Regions from separate parts of the Sus scrofa genome. Here region 2 is linked to region 1. Evidence: chromatin contacts called from public HiChIP or PLAC-seq data. All regions are on one chromosome and are shown on one strand. Each heading gives the region's core, a stretch centred on a gene start, on an enhancer-like site or on the middle of the called end of the contact. The rest is flanking DNA. Distances are from core to core; before and after follow the strand shown. Region 1 has its middle 48 kb from the start of PTGIS. Region 2 overlaps B4GALT5 (beta-1,4-galactosyltransferase 5).

Region 1 (6,142 bases), core at 1,565-4,064:
CTCAGGGCTGTTCTAACAACTGCCTCTTCTGGGCAGCCTCAGTGACTCCCTCTCCCAGGACCTCTTGTGTTAAAAAAGAGGTCCCTCGAGCCATCACCATCACACCAAGCCTATAGTTTCCTTGCTGGTTTCTCTGCCACCACATGGCTCCCCAGAGCAGCCAGAGGGAACGTTGAGAAACATGAAACCAAACATGTCGCTTGCCTGATGGGAATGTCTAGGAGCTCCTGGCTGCCTGTCCCTGAGCACCAAAGTTCTCACCATGGCCTGCAAGGCCCTGTCTTTTCCCCCTCTCTCCCCTCCAGCTGCAAAGGCCTCCCTCTACTTTCTCCAAGCCAATTCTCTCCTGCCTCAGGGCCTTTGCACTTCCTCTTTCTTCTTCCTGGAACTCTCTTTCCCTTGTTCTTTTCATAACTTCCTCTTTTTCTTCTTTTTTTTTTTTTTTTTTTTCTGGCTGCACCCAAGGTAGGCAGAAGTTCCCCAGCCAGGGATCGAACCCACAACCAAAGCAGTGACAGTAACAGAGGTTTGATGAGTAAATAAAAGAATTAAAGAGTGAGTTTGAGAAGCCAGCAAGTGAAAAGGCTCAGACTCAGAAAGCTCCACTCTCCAAATTTAGACTGAAAGTAGTTTCACTGTTTCAGGCCACTGCTCCTGGTCAGGGTTTCAAAAGTGCTCAGAGGTGGGGCTTTTGTGGTGATAGGAAAATCCGACACTTGGCAGCAGTCTGTAGGTGGTGTCTCTCGGGAAGGGATGAGTTGAATGATGACCCTCGGAGCCTCCAACTGTAAGAGCAGAGCAGGGTCCGGTGAGTGAAAACACGATCCCACGTGATTTTGACCACAGCCAGCAAGACCTGCAGCCCTGGCAGCAAAGGCTGCCGGGATTTCCAGCCGTGTTGTCCTTCTTCTGGTCTTTGCACACCTCTCAGGCCCTTTTAAAGCTCTTGGTTTGCAGGTGGGACAGGAGCAAAGCTGTGACGGCAGAGACACGGCTATATGAAGCCATGTGGCTCGCTGTCTTATGTTGTGTGTTTACCTGGAGTGGCACTGGGGGCATTGAAATTACAGAGAGAAGAGACAAAGGCACCTCCCACAGTCCTTGGTGTCCCCCCTTGATGCTACTACTGACCACTGTGACAACACCCCAGGCCTGACGTGAAGCTTCCAGTGTTTGACAGATGCCAACGCTCCCTTCAAACCAGGCCCCATGACCCCACGGTAGGGTGGCAGGAGCTGTTCCTTTAACAATCATGTGGCTGAGGAAGGATTCAGACTTCCCATCACCTGCGAATTAGCTTCCAGGGCAAACTGTTCATTTTTGCCGCTTGTGAAGTGAATTCTGCTCCCTGTTCTGGCTGAAAACGTCCCTGGGAGGATAGGAGCCAGCTCAGGACAGCACAGCTCAGCACCCTTCTCGCCCTCTTGGCCACCTAGCCCTGCCCCACTCAGCTCCCTGCTGCTGCTGCACGCAGCACCGGCCGGCACTGGCCAAGGGATCTCCAGGACAGTGCCGGGTGGCCGGGTTGTAGGAGCCAAAGGGAAAAGCGGTCCCTGTTCTGTGGGGAGGCGGATGGGGAGGAATGGGGAGAGTGAGAAGCAAATCTGCTGCTTTATTTTTCTTTTTTGGCCGCCCCAAAGCATGTGGAGCTCCTGGGCCGGGGGTCAGATTTAAGACCTAAGCGGCAGCTGCGGCAACACTGCATCCCTAACCGGCTGTGCAGGACCAGGGATGGAACCTGCGTCCCAGCACTCCCAAGACGCTGCTGGTCCCGCTGCACCACAGCGGGAACCCCTAAATCTCCTGCTCTTAGTTTTAGAAAGAAGAGGGACCAGGAAAGATGTTAGGGTGAGGGCTCCCACTTCTACAACCAGAACTCCCAGGGGCAGGCTCTTTGCTTCTCCGGGACTCCATTTCCTTAGCAGTGGTTCATGTTTTGTAAGGACGCATTGAGAAGCTAAGAAGACGGTAGCTGGGTAGGCAACCTTTCCTCTCTCTCTCATAAAAATATAAAATACAAAACAAATATTTTAACACCTGCTATCACGCCCTGCCCTGAATGGCCAGGAGAGCCCTCAAGAATTTACCAGGTAGAGGGTAAGATAGCTAATAAACCAGTGAACACACAAATGAACAAGGGGACTGAGTCATCTGGTGATGAGGTGTAAAGAAAAGTCACACAGAACTGGGACGGTCGGCTGCTGCAACCTGGGTGTTCAGGGAAGACACCCGAGGTCGAAGGAGTGCTCCCAGCAGAGGGCAGAGCCAGGGAACACACCCCGAAACTAATGTCCCCAAACAACGTCAGCTTTAAATGCACTCCAATTCTTGACTTGCTACCTTACCTAAGCAGTGCCAGACTCACATACAAAATTTAACCTTTTAAGCTGAATTCGTTGGCCAAGATGCTGGCACAAATTTTCCTGCAAAGCTAGACCGCAAGCAGTTTAGACTTTGGGGTTCATACATAGTCCCAGTCACAAGTCAACCCCTCACTTCTGCCACTTTAACTGGAAGCTGCCGGAGACAAGATGTGAACCAATGGGCATGGCTCTTTGCCAATAAAACTTTATTTACAAAAACCGGCAGCAGGCTGGCCAGAGTTTGCCAACCCTTGAGTTAGGCTAAAAATTAACAGAACCATGAATGGTGAAGGAGGATCACAGAGCAAGAAAAGAGTCCAGGAAAAAATAGAGGCAACGACATGTACTGGCCGGTTTATCAGCTTGTATCACATAATAGCAAAGCCGTAGAAGGAAGTCCAACCGCCCAACAAGAACAGACAGAGCTGCCAGGCTCTGCGGACACAAAGGAAAAGGAAGTGACAACAAAGAGTGACAGGTTACACAGAAACACGGAAAAGCAAGGCTGACAATGAAGAAAGGACACACCACAGGAAGGAGGTGCCGATTACAATATAGAATTGTACACGTTTTGATCCTGGCCCACGGCTGCAGAGAGCTACCTGCAGACTGCGTGCAGTGGTGACGGCGGGGACATGATGTTTTCGTAGCTCTCATTCTGCCTCCACAAATGATCACAAACAGAACGGAGGCAAAACTTTTTTTTTTAATTTACAAATTGATTCCACAAATATGTAATAAAGACCTACTATGTTAGGGGCTACCAAGACTTAAAGTGGGGATAATGGCCACTCCTCTTGGATGGGGTTATTATTATTATTTTTTTTTTAGTGAAAACATTTCATAGGAAAAAAATGTATCTTTTTTTTCTGACTTAAAAGCCAAAACCATCTGGAAAGCTTGTTAATTTTAAAAACCTCATGAAGACAAAAAAGAAAAGAAAACGGATGGTATGGATGGGGTTATGGAGAAGAAGGATTTTATAGTAATTTTAAAAATGTTTAAATTGTAAAATATACATACATTAAAGTTACCCTCTTGACCATTTCGCATGGACAGTTCAGTATTGTGAAATACATTCACTGTTGTGGGACCCGTCTCCAGAACTTTTCATCTTGCAGAAATGAAATTCGATTGTGATGGAACAATAACCCTTCACTTCCCCTGCCCCCCCAGTCCCTGGCAACCACCACTCTACCTCCTGTCTTTATGGATTTGACTATTCTAGGAACCTCATGTAATGGAATCAGGCAGTATTTGTCTTTTTGTGAATAGCTTACTTCACTTACCATAATATCCTCAAGGTTCTTTTTTTTTTTCCCCTGACCTACAGCAGGTAGAAGTTACCAGGTCAGGGACTGAATCTGCACCACGGCATCAACCTGAGCCACTGCAGTGACAATGCCAGATCCTTAACCTGCTGCACAAAAAGAGAACTCAAATTTCCTTTGTTTTCAGGGCCGCACCTACAGCGTACAGAGGTTCCCAGGCTAGGGGTCTAATCGGAGCTACAGCTGCCGGCCTACTCCACAACCACAGCAACATGGGATCCAAGCCATGTCTGCAACCTACACCACAGCTCAGAGCAATGCCGGATCCTTAACCCACTGAGCGAGGCCAGGGATCGAATCCGCAACCTCATGGTTCCCAGTTGGATACGTTTCCGCTGTGTCACGATGGGAACTCCTTTTTTTGAGTGGGGGGCACACCTGAGGCATATGAAATTTCCTAGGCTAGGGACTGAATTAGAGCTGCTGCTGCCAGCCTACACCATAGCCACAGCAACACCAGATCCGAGCCGCCTCTGTGACTTACACCACAGCTCATGGCAACATCAGATCCTTAACCCACTGAGTGAGGCCAGGGATTGAACCTGCATCTTCATGGATACCAGTTGTGTTCTTAACCTGCTGAGCCAAAATGTGAACTACATTCTTTTCTTTTTAAGGCTGAATAATATTCCGTTATCCCTACCACATTTTACTAATCCATTCCTCTGCTGATGGACACTTGGGCTGCAGCCCTATTTTGGCTTCTGTGAATAATGCTGCCATGAACATAAGTGTAAAATATCTCTCTGAGACTTTCCGTTCTTTTGGATATATACCCAGGAGTGGAATTGCTGGATCATGTGGTCACGCTTTAATTTTTTTTTTAGGGCCACACCCACAGCATATGGAAGTTCAGGCTAGGGGTCAAATCGGAGCTGCAGCTTCCAGCCTACACCACAGCCACAGCAAGATCCAAGCCATATCTGCGACCTTAACCACAACTTGCAGTGACACTGGATCCTTAACCCACTCGGCAAGGCCAGGGATCAAAGCCATAACCTCCCAGAGACTGGTCAGGTTCTTAACACTTTGAACCACAAGGGGAACTCCTATTTTTAATTTTTTAAAGAAAGACTGTTTTCCGCAGCATATGCACCATTTTACATTTCCACCAACCATGCACAAAAGTTGCAATTTCTCCACATCCTCATCAACACTTATTGGAGGCAAAACAGTTTAGAACTGAAATCTTAGGGGCACCCTGTCACGCCCTAACGTGACAGACTGATACGCACTACGAAATGGGGTTGGTTTGTTTTTGTCTTCTCAACTGGATTGGAGAATAAGAAGTCTTATTTTGCTCCCTGTTCAATTCCCAGTCCAGGATTGGATCACAGTAGGACCTAAGGTACTGCGTATGGGCTCAAATACTTGCCGAATGGAAGAACAAATAAACCATCTCGATTTGACAAGGAAAGAACCAGATGAGATAAGATGAAGGTCGAAAGAGCCAGAAACACACCAGCCCTTAGTGAAGTCACATTCATTTCTCGGATCCTGCTTTCCCTTTTTTTTTTTTTTTGTCTTTTGTTGTTGTTGTTATTGTTGTTGCTATTTCTTGGGCCGCTCCCGCGGCATATGGAGGTTCCCAGGCTAGGGGTTGAATCGGAGCTGTAGCCACCGGCCTACGCCAGAGCCACAGCAACGTGGGATCCGAGCCGCGTCTGCAACCTACACCACAGCTCACGGCAACGCCGGATCCTTAACCCACTGAGCAAGGGCAGGGACCGAACCCGCAACCTCATGGTTCCTAGTCGGATTCGTTAACCACTGCGCCACGACGGGAACTCCTGCTTTCCCTTTTGGAGAAGGCAGGTGACAGTACTTTCCACCCGAGATCATTGTGAAGAGTAAGTGCAAAGAGGAAGGGAGTTGCTTGGCGCAATGCCTGGCACGTACTAGGTGGTCAGCCAATGGAGGCGCCTCCTTCACCACCACGGTGACGTCACTATAAAGCGCCGTGTATAAATCCAAGGTACTCTTGCTATTAAAGCCTAATTCTTAGTCCAACTCACCCACAGAAGTAACTTGGAGCCAAGATTCCTAGCTGGTGACAAGATCGCGGACGTTTCTGTCAAAAGAATAATTACAATGGAATGAAATACAAATACTGGAAAATAGAAAAATGCCGTGAGATTTGTTTGCCTATCCTCTAAACATTTTTCTTTTTGTTAGGATATTTTTGGTTGTAACCCCACTGACTAATAAAAATGAAGTTGCAGGATCATGAGTTGGTCCTGGGTGGAGAGAATGGTTCAAGTTTTCTCTGAGAAAAACGTATTTGGCCATTCCGGAGATTAGACTTAATATTGTAAAGATATTAAATCTTCCCAAATTAATAATTCAGCATCATGTCGATCATAAGCCTATATCAATTTTAATAGAACTTGACAAAATGAATCTAAATTTCACTGGTTTAAGAAAATACATGAAAATAGCCAAGAAAAT
Region 2 (6,142 bases), core at 2,326-4,825, 64 kb after region 1:
TAGGGAGTTCCCGTCGTGGCTCAGTGGTTAACGAATCCAACTAGGAACCATGAGGTTGCAGGTTTGATCCTTGGCCTTGCTCAGTGGGTTAAGGATCCGGCGTTGCCGTGAGCTGTGGTGTAGGTCGCAGATGCGGCTGGGATCCAGCGTTGCTGTGGGGTCTGGCGTAGGCTGGCGCCTACAGCTCCGATGAGACCCCTAGCCTGGGAACCTCCATATGCCACAGGAGTGGCCCTGGAAAAGGCAGAAAGACAAAAAAAAAAAAAAAAAAAAAAAAAAATCTTTAGACTCAATGAGAAAGGCTGTGGGAGCCTTAACATAGGAAAGGTGAAGATTCCAACGATTCTTAGCTCTTTCTCTATCCATCTCAAAGTTAAAACGATCAAGTCAGAGGTCAGATTCAAATAGCTGCAGTTCTGCCCCATAGTAGGTAACTAGAACCTGGATTTATAACACTTCTAAACTAACATTTTATTATGAAAATTTTCAGGAGTTCCCATCGTGGCGCAGTGGAAACAAATTCGACTAGGAATCATGAGGTTGTGGGTCAAGGATCTGGCATTGCCGTTGGCTATGGTGTAGGCCCACAGCTGTAGCTCCAATTGGACCCCTAGCCGGGAACCTCCATATGCCGAGGATGCGGCCCTAAAAAGCACCAAAAAAAAAAAAAAAAAAAAAAAATCAAACATACAGCAAAGTTGAAAGAATTTCATAGTGAACACCCATATACTCACCATCTTCATTCTGCTCAACTTTCTTATCCCAAATACATCCATCAGTCCATCTATTATTTCACCTTATTTTTTCATGCATTTCCAAGCAAAGTGGAGAGATCACTAAGCTGCCCTCTAAGTACTTTTGGCGTAAAACTTCATAAAATGAGTAAGTATATATCTGCTCAGTTTGGACAAATGCACACACTTGTGTGACCAAATCCCCACGAAGATATGAAGTATGACCATCAACCCTGAAAGTTTCCTCAAGCCCCTTCCTACTCAATCCCTATGCTCACTTCCCTTCCGAATGTTATTTTTAACCCTCTATTTTTCAGAACTACATTTTAAACATCATCAAGTATCTGGCATAAAGAATCTTGGAAAAGAAATGTTTAAAAAGGACAAGCATTTAATTATAAACTATTAAATGGAAGCACATTCCTGAAGTTCAATTGAATGTATCTATACATGTGAAGTAGGAAAAACAGCGACATCTTTAAATTCCTATAAACCACTTTAAGTGATATTAATAATACCGAATTTACTGCCAGTATCCAGTATCTTTCAATGTGATAATATTTAGCCCCAAAGAAGGTACACTGATTGGTATGTCCAATACATGTAGCCATTATTTAACAACCATGCTTATTTTCTGAAATTCTACTTTATGAATTCATGGAAACACAAAATATTCTAGGGAAGAATCTTTACCCTCAGATTTCTATATTGTCTATAATTCATATTCCTTGAATGTTTGGCTTTCCTTTCTGCATATGACGAAAATGAATCTTTCCTGGCAAAAATGGATTGCTCTCTGCTATGAACTGGAGTTACCCGGCTTTATCTGGCACCAGTTAATTTAACATAAATTAGCAGATTATGACTGTACTCTGGTCCTAGAATATTATTAGACAGATAGTAGATAAGAGCTAAGTAAGTAAGTGATTAAACAGTCCTTATTGAACCAGGGCAAAACTTCCCTGAGGATTATTATTATTTTCATTTCTGAGACTTCCTACAGATGGGAAAATATGAGTCATTTTGATAAAAGTAAAGGTGCCACATGATCAGCCTTTAGACATTACTACTACATAAAATCAGGCCAAAGAACATTCTTCGGGCATATGGTTAAAGTCCAGATTTTCTTAAAGGACTGAAAATGTGACAGTCACTTTGTCTCTATATTGTTTTACTATTTTAAGTTAGTATATAAAACTGTACATATAAGGTGAATTCAATTGTGTTTTTGAAACAATTATACACGTACCCAAAAAAAGAGAGAGAGAGAGAGAAACAGCACCAAAATGTTAACAGTAAGTTATCTCTGGGTTGAGATTTTAGACTGTCTTTATTTTCTTTAAGCTTTGTGGTATTTTCCAAATTTGTTTATGTATTTATTTTCCTAGGGTTTTTTTTCTTTTTTCTTTTTTCTTTTTAGGGCTGCAGCATATGGAAATTCCCAGGTTAGGGGTTGAATGGGAGCTGTAGCCTCTGGCCTATACCGTAGCCACAACAAAGCGGGATCCGCACTGCATCCAAGACCTACATGCCAGCATGCAGCAACATCGGATCCTTAACCCACTGAGAGAGGTCAGGGATTGAACCCACCTCCTCATGGATACTAGTCAGGTTCTTAACCCACAGAGCCACAATGGGAGCTCCTTCTAGTTCTTTTTTTTTTTTCCTTCGCAGTCATACCTGCAGCATACAGAAGTTCCTGGGTCGAACGAAAGGCAGAGCTGCAAGCTTGTGCCACAACCACTGCAACAATGGATCCCAGCCACATCTGCAACCTACAACCCCTTGCAGCAATGCTGCATCCTTAACCTACTGAGTGAGGCCAGGGATCAAGCTCACATCCTCAGAGACACTATGTTGGATTCTTAACTCACTGAGCCTCAAGGGGAACTCCGATATTTTCCAAATTTAAACACTGAATACTTTTATAATCCAAAATAAACACATACCTAACAAAATAAAACAAAAACCCTAGCAGTAACTGACCTGTAATGATCCCCAACACACTCTGATTACAGAGCCACAATGCCCTTTGCACCTGTTTTATCTTTTCTGCTCACCTCAAAGATACATATAACCTGCTTCTCCCAGCAGCAAACCACCTTGACATCCTACTTACCTCATATTTGTAAGGATAACAGGCAGTAATACAACTGTTTCAAATCTAGGCCCCTACAATGATGCTTTTTCACTATTTTTGGTGTAGTTCCACCTGCCAAGTTTTTTTAAAACTTATTCACTACACTGTAGTCTGCGTCTGCATTATAGAAACAATAGGTATGTTGAGTGTGCTTTTTCTATTTATACACAAACCACTCAGCCTCATCCCAAACCAAAAAAAAAAAAAAAAAAAAAAAAAAAAAGAAAGAAAGAAAGAAAGAAAGAAAAAAAACCCTGGTCTCTTCCTATCATCATTGATCTATGCCAACTTGATGAGAATCCCTGAAGAGCTGGTAGACATTTCTAGTATAACACCTAGATGGGGCATCAGCTCCAGTCTTGGTGAGGAAATCCCATAACATCTCTCAGATTCCGTTTCCCCGTCTGTAAAATACAGAGGTTGTTCCAGTAACCTTGACGATCCCCTTGAGCTCTTTCATGCTGTGATCCTATACAATGTGAATCAGTAGCAGCTAATATTTACTGGGTATGCTCACCACTGCCGGGACCTTGCTGAGCACTTAACGGTGAGGTAGGGACTGTTATTATCCCATGAGGAAAGTGAAGTTAAGTAGGTACAGAATGGTTCAGGAACTTGCCTAAAGTCACAACACCAGCAAACATGAGCTCAGGAGGTGTGACTCCATAACTCATTGCAGGTTTATATCTCCCAGGGCAGGCAAACTCCCCTTGTCCTAAACAGAGCACAATGCGTACAGTATAACCTGTGTTTCTAAAGGCCTATAAGCCTGACGACTGATTAAATGACAAAGAGTTGGGGGGGGGTGAAAGGAAAGGGGTGGAGGGGAGAGAGGAAAGAAAGAATTCTACCCCTCTGATTTTTAGAAGTCTAGGAATTCTAAGTATAACCATCCTTATTACTATTCTCATGGTTATGTATCAGCAAGAAACAAGCTTAATTTCCTCACCACTTTCAAAAAGCCTGACGGACTTGGCTGTGTTTATGCTCAGATATGATTAGCTCAGCTCCACGATTAGCGAGCAGTGCAAATGAGGTTAGGCCAGTCTGACTCCAGGGCAGGCCTGCAGCTTTGCATAAAGAACAACTCTTTGCATAAGGAGTAGCCTGGGGGAAGTTCCCCAATTCCAGAGAGCTACCTCATAAAAACCTAACACCAGTCACAAAGGAGAGCGGATATACAGGGAGACAAAGGCGCAAACAATTATCTCTGCACCTGGAGAAAAGCAGAACCACGGGATAGAAACCCTCTTCCAACACAACAGTTAGCTACATCGTTACATTTGCAAAAAAAAAAAAAAAAAACCACAAAAGAAAACACAACAGCACTGAAATGGGCCGAGAAATAAGCAGAATTCCAACCTGCTCTTCCTTAAAAAAGCATCAGACAGCTTATATATACTTTTTAAGGCCTTAATTTTCACATTAGTTTCCAAAGAGGAGCTGGAAAAGTTTTGATCCTCATACTTCAAAGTGCCCTTTCTGTGGAAAGGGAGTCGTGCCCAGGTCGGGGAAGAGGGGGGGAGGGGTAATCTAGGCTTCACACCTACTTCTTTAGGCCTATTCCAGTAATGCAGTCATTTCAGGGTAAGGGTTTCCACACAGCTAATGACATCTGTTTTTCTTCCAAGTATAACTTTGAGATTACACTTCCTCTTCCTAAATCAAAAGGAATCAAAAACAGTGACTGTAAAACAATATAATCAGAGTTCCCTTCATGGCTCAGCAGTTAACAAACCTGACCAATATCCACCAGGACGCGGGCTCGATCCCTGACCAAGCTCAGTGAGTTAAGGATCCTGAATTGCTGTGGCTGTGCTGTAGGCCAGCAACTGTAGCTCTGATTCGACCCCTGGCCTGGGAAATTCCACATGCCATAGGTGTGGCCCTAAAAAGCCAAACTTATCTTAATCAAATTTATCCTAACACTGTAGAGGCGGCATAGGCTTATTCAAGAACTCAGGCTCTAGAAAGTAAGCAAGGTTGAACTTAGAGCAAGCTGTATGACCTTGAACACATCATTTCACCTCTCCAAGCCTTGGTTTCCTCATCTCTAAAACATCTATGTCTCACACAGCTAGGGTGTTAACTAATAGGATGATATATGCAAAACACTTCTAGAAAGGCTCAACAAGTGGAAGCAGCATCTGCTGCCACTGTCATGTTGGAAAACAGAGGAAGATGAACTCCTGAGCTAGAAGAAGGGGAGACACAAACTACGGATGCAAATAGTCACTTCTGAGGAATAGGGCTTCTCAAATACCATGGTCCCTAAGTCACGAAAGTCTGACGAAGGAAAGGAACTCATCGTAATTATGTGGGCTAAATGTCACTTTGTCACCCTCTGGTTAGCTAAAAATGTGGCATCTATAGGAAGAATTCAAGAGTATCCTGTGCAAGGGACACAGAAAATAGTCAAAAAAGAATTTCAGACAGGTGTGGTGACTCTATTTTCAGAATGCAAAACTAGGTGACATGGTCAGGGCAAATAATTCATTCCCCCAAAATGTGCATCCAGTCCTAAAGGAAGCCATGGGTCGGGGCGCGGTGGGGGAGGCTAGACAGACCTGCCAGGGGTAAAATGGGGGAGACACAGAGGCATGTCTCAGCACAGCAGGATAAGGGCGGCTGCCCTGCATGGAGTGCTAGAGACAGGACAGGTGAGGAAAGCATCCAGCAGGGAAGAGGGGATGTGAGGTGGGGCGCCAGAGTCAAAGCAGGGGTGAGGGGAACCCACACAGGGAGGAGGGAGGAGCCTGGTACAGGCTTGTGGGAACCCAGGTGGGATGAAGAAGGGAGACAGCCCAGCAAAGAGAGCTGAATGATGTCGGGGGTGAGAAACATGTCCAAACAGTACTGGACACAGAGCAGCATGGAGGCACATGGGGGAATGGCCAAGTAAGTAAAGGGAATAAGGAAAAAGGGAGTTAGGATCTCACTGTCAGAGAAAGGAGTGAGAAATACGGGAAGGGAAAAAACTAGAATGAACCCTTAGGTGCTGGATTTAAACTGTCATTGGTGTGAACTCACCATTTTCTATATGTGTATATATATGCACGTGAAAACGAACATAGATGCAGGGTGCGGGTGTGTAAGAGTGTGTACATGTGTACACACAGATATATTCCAGAGCTCTACACACTGATGAGAAGGCCTAGAAGTCATAACACTCTAACAGCAATGAGTGCATCCAGGACCAGGATCTTGGCCTCTAAGTACCCATTCTCCACTAAAAAGAATCAGAGTTTTGGGGAGAAATCGCTGATTC

The links. HiChIP or PLAC-seq counts read pairs in DNA pulled down with a chosen protein or histone mark.
Region 2: a contact with region 1 is called in an H3K27ac HiChIP or PLAC-seq map of alveolar macrophages. The contact joins two enhancer-like sites. A contact is called at or near these places in 4 of 47 Hi-C or Micro-C datasets (blood, embryonic fibroblasts, fetal heart ventricle and 1 more) and 2 of 2 datasets of contacts at active chromatin or transcription factors (alveolar macrophages and skeletal muscle).

The regions. Positions count from the first base shown.
Region 1 is chr17:51,245,172-51,251,313 of Sscrofa11.1, forward strand. No RefSeq gene overlaps it. Among named protein-coding and RNA genes, the nearest start is that of PTGIS, 48 kb to the left of the region's middle. Within about 2 kb of position 2,815, at least 18 of the 83 cell types and tissues checked have an H3K27ac peak or open chromatin away from gene starts, as enhancers often do. A contact at or near this core is called in alveolar macrophages and liver, where this site is marked.
Region 2 is chr17:51,308,691-51,314,832 of Sscrofa11.1, forward strand. All of the region lies in intron 1 of B4GALT5 (beta-1,4-galactosyltransferase 5), which reads right to left. Among named protein-coding and RNA genes, the nearest start is that of B4GALT5, 23 kb to the right of the region's middle. Within about 2 kb of position 3,576, at least 23 of the 83 cell types and tissues checked have an H3K27ac peak or open chromatin away from gene starts, as enhancers often do. A contact at or near this core is called in alveolar macrophages and liver, where this site is marked.